2 separate regions of the Mus musculus genome follow, and region 1 is linked to region 2. The links are chromatin contacts, called in public HiChIP or PLAC-seq maps. All regions are on one chromosome and are shown on one strand. The core of a region is the stretch at or near the end of the contact, and the rest is flanking DNA. Distances in the headings are between cores, read along the strand shown.

Evidence for each region. HiChIP or PLAC-seq counts read pairs in DNA pulled down with a chosen protein or histone mark.
Region 1: a contact with region 2 is called in an SMC1A HiChIP or PLAC-seq map of large pre-B cells, with 23 times the contacts expected there. The contact joins two enhancer-like sites. A contact is called at or near these places in 8 of 39 promoter capture datasets (the 3T3-L1 cell line, the C10 cell line, the HPC-7 cell line and 5 more), 1 of 15 datasets of contacts at CTCF or cohesin (large pre-B cells), 1 of 484 Hi-C or Micro-C datasets (the G1E-ER4 cell line), 2 of 115 datasets of contacts at active chromatin or transcription factors (large pre-B cells and microglia) and 1 of 9 other capture datasets (embryonic stem cells).

What each region holds. Positions count from the first base shown.
Region 1 is chr7:138,918,342-138,921,080 of GRCm38.p6, reverse strand. No RefSeq gene overlaps it. Among named protein-coding and RNA genes, the nearest start is that of Bnip3, 10 kb to the right of the region's middle. Within about 2 kb of position 1,385, at least 284 of the 459 cell types and tissues checked have an H3K27ac peak or open chromatin away from gene starts, as enhancers often do.
Region 2 is chr7:137,554,213-137,557,372 of GRCm38.p6, reverse strand. No RefSeq gene overlaps it. Among named protein-coding and RNA genes, the nearest start is that of Gm51411, 98 kb to the left of the region's middle. Within about 2 kb of position 1,697, at least 2 of the 459 cell types and tissues checked have an H3K27ac peak or open chromatin away from gene starts, as enhancers often do.

The sequences.
Region 1 (2,739 bases), core at 136-2,635, 1.4 Mb before region 2:
GTAGAGAAAGGAAAAAAAAAAAAGTGGTGTTACCAGGGGGTGGGATGTTGAGACAGAGGGCAGGGACTTAACACGGTAATCCATTCTGCATGAGTCAGGTCCAGAGAGCAGGCAGCAAAAGCAACATGGACCACAGGTCCACTGGTGACTCCATAGTTGTGTGGTTTAACAAAGAAAAACGCTCTGGTGAGGATCCTGATAGAGGAACTCGTGTGTACGTGTGTGTGTGTGTGTGTGTGTGTGTGTGTGTGTGTGTGTGTGTGTATGTGTATATGTATGTGTGTATGTATGTGTATGTGTGTGTGTATGTGTTTGTATGTGTGTGTATGTGTACATGTGTGTGTATGTATGTGTGTATTTATGTGTGTGTATGTGTATTTATGTGTGTGTATGTATGTGTGTGTATGTGTACATGTGTGTGTATGTGTGTGTATGTGCATGTGTGTGTGTATGTGTGTGTGTGTAGGGGGTGGTCAGGGGCATTTGGAAAATCTTTCTCCTTGATGCTTACTCTTTCTACAAAACTGAAAAGTTTGTCTTTGTAAAATAAGCATATGACAGGGCTAGGAGTGTGGTAGAGTGTAGTAACCAAGCATCAACAAAGCCCTGGTTTGATGCCCTAGCACCCCATGTACTGGGTGTGGTCACACTCTGATCCCAGTACTCAGTAGGTAGAGGTAGGAGCATCAGAAGTTCAAAGTCATCCTCCACTACGTTGTGAATTCGTGACCATTTTGGGATACAAGAGCTCCTGTCCTATTTCAAACAAACAAACAAACAAACAAACAAACAAACAAAAAGGCAATTCTTCCTGAGCCGGCACGGTGAGACATGACTGTGATCCTGGCACTCTGGAAGCTGAAGCAAGAAGACTGATTGCAAGTTCAAGATCAACTGGGTTATATATTAATACTGTCACAAACAAACAAAAAAAGTGAGACAAGAAATCAAGCAAGCAGACAAACAAACGTAAAAAGGAATGACAGAAACTTGCCTCAAGAGATCAAGGTCAATTGAAATGTTCCAGAAAGAGGAAAAAAGAGACACTTTCACTGGGGCTGGCGACTGCCTAGTGCCATCTTCTGGCTCACAGCCACCTTGTATCTACCTTTCCTCCCTATAAAAGCCCTTTCTTCCTTAAGATAGTCTCCTCCCATTTCCTCGCGCCAGGACCACCAAGTGGCGATATGGCTACGGGCATGGGTATGGGCGTGTGCCCTGAGAGGCTACACGACAGAGTGCTGTTGGGCACGTTTCGTCCTGAGACAGTTGTTGGCATGTTGGTCTCAGGCCACCTGACCTGTTACTCCACTTCTGCAATCTCTGTGAAGCAGGCCTGGAGCTATTGCCTCACCGACCGACCAAGGACAAACAACAGCGGCGGCCACAGCCCAGCGCACCCTGACGGTCCTTGGGGATACTGTCCAGCCCCAGCTCGGCTGTGCCTGACTCTCGGAGCCTGAGCTGCTTCCTGTTTTGAACGTTCTCTGGCGAGTACAGTTCAGGCTTTTATCAAAGTACACGCTGCTTTCCTTCCCCGGGGATCTCACTTTGCAGCCAACTGGGACGCTGCACAAGTACACTTGGGACCTAAAGCGTGTGCATGTTGTTTACAATTCTGAAGATTTCATCACGCCAGTTTCTAAAAATAACTTGGCGTGGCATAGGCGTCACTGTGAATTCCTGGAAAAGTGGGTGTTTTCCTAGAGGAGGGAAGGAGGCAGAACAGAGTGGTCAGTACAGCCTGATGCAGGAGGCTCCTGCCAGAAAGGCAAGGCGGAAGCCACTCAGAGGGCTCCTTGGAGCTGAACTGCCCTTCCTACCTCCACATCAGAGGCAGAACTCCTGCTAACAGCCAGCAGGGGCTGAATTCATTTCAGGTTCCCACCTCTGGTTTATTTCACTACAGAGAAATAAACATCCTCTTTATAACCCCTTCTCCCCAATGCCCCGGGACTTCTCCCAGCTGGGTCAAAGTCACATTTGTCACTTCTGCCACCTTTGGCTCATACACCCTATCTTCTTTTTGCTTGGGTCCTCACTATGTAATTATTAGGCCATGGCCAGTGTGGCCATGCAAACCCTCAGTATTATTCTGGCTCTTTATACAGGAAAAGTGCACTGTTTATCAGAGAGGGCTACTGTGAAGGTTAGTTTTATTATTTATTTATTTATTTATTTATTTATTTTTAAAAGATTTATTTATTTATTATATGTAAGTACATTGTAGCTGTCTTCAGACACTCCAGAAGAGGGAGTCAGATCTCGTTACGGATGGTTGTGAGCCACCATGTGGTTGCTGGGATTTGAACTCTGGAGCAGTCGGGTGCTCTAACCCACTGAGCCATCTCACCAGCCCTTTTTATTATTTTTAAATCACTTTTTGGTGTGTCTATGTCTATGTAAGCGTGTGCCATATGGGTGCAGGGTCCTCTTGGATTAGAGTTGTAGGTGATTTATGATCTATCTGATCTGGTCCTGGGAACCAAACTGGAGTCCTCAGTAAGAGCAGCAAGTTTTTAAATTGCTGAGCCATTTCTCCAGGGCCCCCTTCCTTAAAAAGTTTTATTTTATGTGCACATGGGTGTTTTGCCTGTATGCATGTACGCACATCACATATGTGTATTGCTTATGTGTTGTGGGACGTAATAAAAAATGGTATCATCCCACGCAATACACAGCTGCTCTCTGTCCCCAACGGTCTTGCCACCTCTAAGCCAGCCCCAGGTTCCGGATTGC
Region 2 (3,160 bases), core at 448-2,947:
CAGAGCATCAGTGTGAAGCAGTGGTGTGTGAAGTTCCACAGATACAACACGGAAGGATGAGAAGTATTTGTCCTTAAGTCTCAAAATCTAAAGCAGGTGATAATGCAAACTCAGGCTAAATGTCTGCCTTTCTATGTAACTTTAATGGGTGCCATTTGTTCTGAAATGATGTCACTGTTGGATGTTCCTGGTCCCTTGGTATGTTACCTTCATACAGTATTTTCCCTGGCTTCAAAATAAAGCCGGTGAGCTGTCTCGGTTACTTTTCGGTTGCTGTGATAAAAATATCAAGGCAAAAACAACTTAAGGGAGAAAGGGTTGACTCTGGCTCACAGTTCAAGGGTGCCCATCATGGGGGAAGGAATGTCAAGGCAGCAGGAGATTGGTCACGTTATATTCACAATTCAGAAAGCAGAGAGCAATGAATACTGTGCACGTCCCAATTTTTCCACAGATCAATGATTGACCTAAGATACTCTCTCTCTCTCTCTCTCTCTCTCTCTCTCTCTCTCTCTCTCTCTCTCTCTCTCTCTCTCTCTCTCTCTCTTTGGATTTTCAAGACAGGGTTTCGCTGTGTAACCCTGGCTGTCCTGGAACTCACTCTGTAACTCTGTAGACCAGACTGGCCTCAAACTCAGAAATCTACCTGCCTCTGCCTCCCAAGTGCTGGGATTAAAGGTGTGCGCCACCACTGCCTGGCAAGATAATCTCTTACATGCATACTCAGAGAATAAATAATTCCTCACAGGTGCACGTGGAGGCTGTGTCCTCAGTAACTCACAGCCTGTCAAGTTGATGACACTAACCCTCCCATGTTGTTATTTGAAGCCTTGCACTCTTGTTCTGAGTGTAAGGGAAAGTATCAATCGGACCAGGTCCCCCAAGACCAACTTCTCAGCACAAAGGAGACTTATCCATCCTAGAGAAACAAAAGGCAGGGAATAAGACACAGGAAGTAGAGGACAAGGGAGAAGGGGAAGGGAACAAGACAGAGAGAGAAGGTGTATTTATTTGTTCCAGACAAAGGACTGCTAGAGAGGAGAGAGGAGACAGACATGGCATACAGGAAAATGGCAGTTTATAAAATCAAAAGTGGAAACCCTATGTTAGGATGAGATGTTTAATTTTAATTTGACATGTTAATTAAGTGATCCAAAAGGGGCTTTTGACTGCTAGATTTGAATACTTGGATAGCTGGACCTTGGTAATCAGCCTCAGGTGGAAGAAGTGGCCAAATAAAGGAGTACCCCCTGGGGGCTCGCATTAGGGGTATAATCTATTGGGGTTTAGCAAGGAAGAGAGAATGGAGAGAAGGGCAAGGCCTGCCTGGGCCACTTGCCCAAGTCGGCCAGGGTCTTTTCACCAAGGACCATTTCAAAGGCTTTCTGTGAGAAAAATCAAACATTCATGAGATAGGCTGTCTGGGTCACAGGAATCCAAGGCATGGCTGCCCCTGAATGCATGCTGGCCTGTTAACCCGCTCACCAGCCATGGACATTTGACAAGCTATAGAGCTACAGGATGCATGCTGGGATACTGCAGAGCAAAGGCTCATTTCTTTCTTTTTTCTTTCTTGTTTACTTTCCCAAACCCAGAAAAGAATAAGAGGTCCATGGCAGATTGTAGGCCTAAACAGGGAGTCAGATGACTGTGTGGATCACAGAGACACAGATGTTGGGGACAGGGCCTCATGGGGCTCTTGTGAAAGGCAGCAAAGTCCAATGTCCCCAAGGTGGCTTGCAAGCAGATGGTGAAATGCAGTGTGACTGAGGCAGATCGAGATTCAAACAATCCACCTGGCCACTAGAAAGAGAGATTTACTTCCTGGGAAGAGTAAGTCAGCCAGGAGACCCAACTGAAACCGGAACTGAAAACAGGGGAATAGAATAATATGCTAATCACACAGATCCCTCGTCCTCCCATTGTGGAAGTGAATAAAACCTACAAGGTTGTGAGCAACTGTATTTGTCAGGCACTGGCAGAGCCTCTCAGGAGACAGCTCTATCAGGCTCCTGTCAGCAAGCACTTGTTAGCATCCACAACAGTGTCTGGGTTTGGTGATTGTACGTGGGATGGATCCCCAAGTGGGTCAGTCTCTGGATGGTCATTTTTTCTTCAGTCTCTGCTCCACACTTTGTAACTCCTTCCACGGGTTATTCTGTTCCCCCTTCTAAGAAGGAACTAAGTATCCACACTTTGGTCTTCCTTCTTCTTGAGTTTCATGTGGTTTGTGAATTGTATTTTGGGTATTCCGAGCTTCTGGACTAATATCCACTTATCAGTGAGTCCATCCATTTGTCTAAGAATTTCATAAATTCATTGTTTTTAATAGCTGAGTAGTACTCCATTGTATAAATGTACCACATTTTCTGTCTCCATCCCTCTCTTGAGGAACATCTGGATTCTGTCCAGTTTCTGGCTATTATAAATAAGGCTGTTATGAACATAGTGGCACATGTATCATTATTACAAGTTGGAGCATATTCTGGGTATTTGCCCAGGAGTGGTATAGCTGAGTCCTCAGGTACTACTATGTCCAATTTTCTGAGGAACTGCCAAACTGATTTCCAGAGGGGTTGTACCAGCTTACAATCCCACCAACGATGAAGGAGTGTTCCTCTTTTTCCACATCCTCACCAGCATCTGTTATCACCTGAGTTTTTGATTTTAGCCATTCTGACTGGTGTGAGGTAGAATCTCAGGGTTGTTTTGATTTGCATTTCCCTGATGACTAAGGATGTTGAACATTTTTTAGGTGCTTCTCGGCCATTCAGTATTCCTCAGTGGAGAATTCTTTGTTTAGCTCGGAACCCCATTTTTAATAGGGTTATTTGGTTCTCTGGAGTCCAACTTCTTGAGTTCTTTGTATATATTGAATATTAGCCCTCTATCAGATGTAGGATTGGTAAAGATCTTTCCCAATCTGTTGGTTGCCTTTTTGTCTTATTGACCGTGTCCTTTGCCTTACAGAAGCTTTGCAATTTTATGAGGTCCCATTTGTCAACTCTTGATCTTACAACACAAGCCATTGGTGTTCTGTTCAGGAATTCTTCCCCTGTTCACATATGTTTGAGTCTCATCCCCAGTCCCCAATGAAGGAGCTAGAGAAAGGACCTAAGGAGCTGAAGGGGTTTGCAGCCCCGTAGGTGAAACAATATGA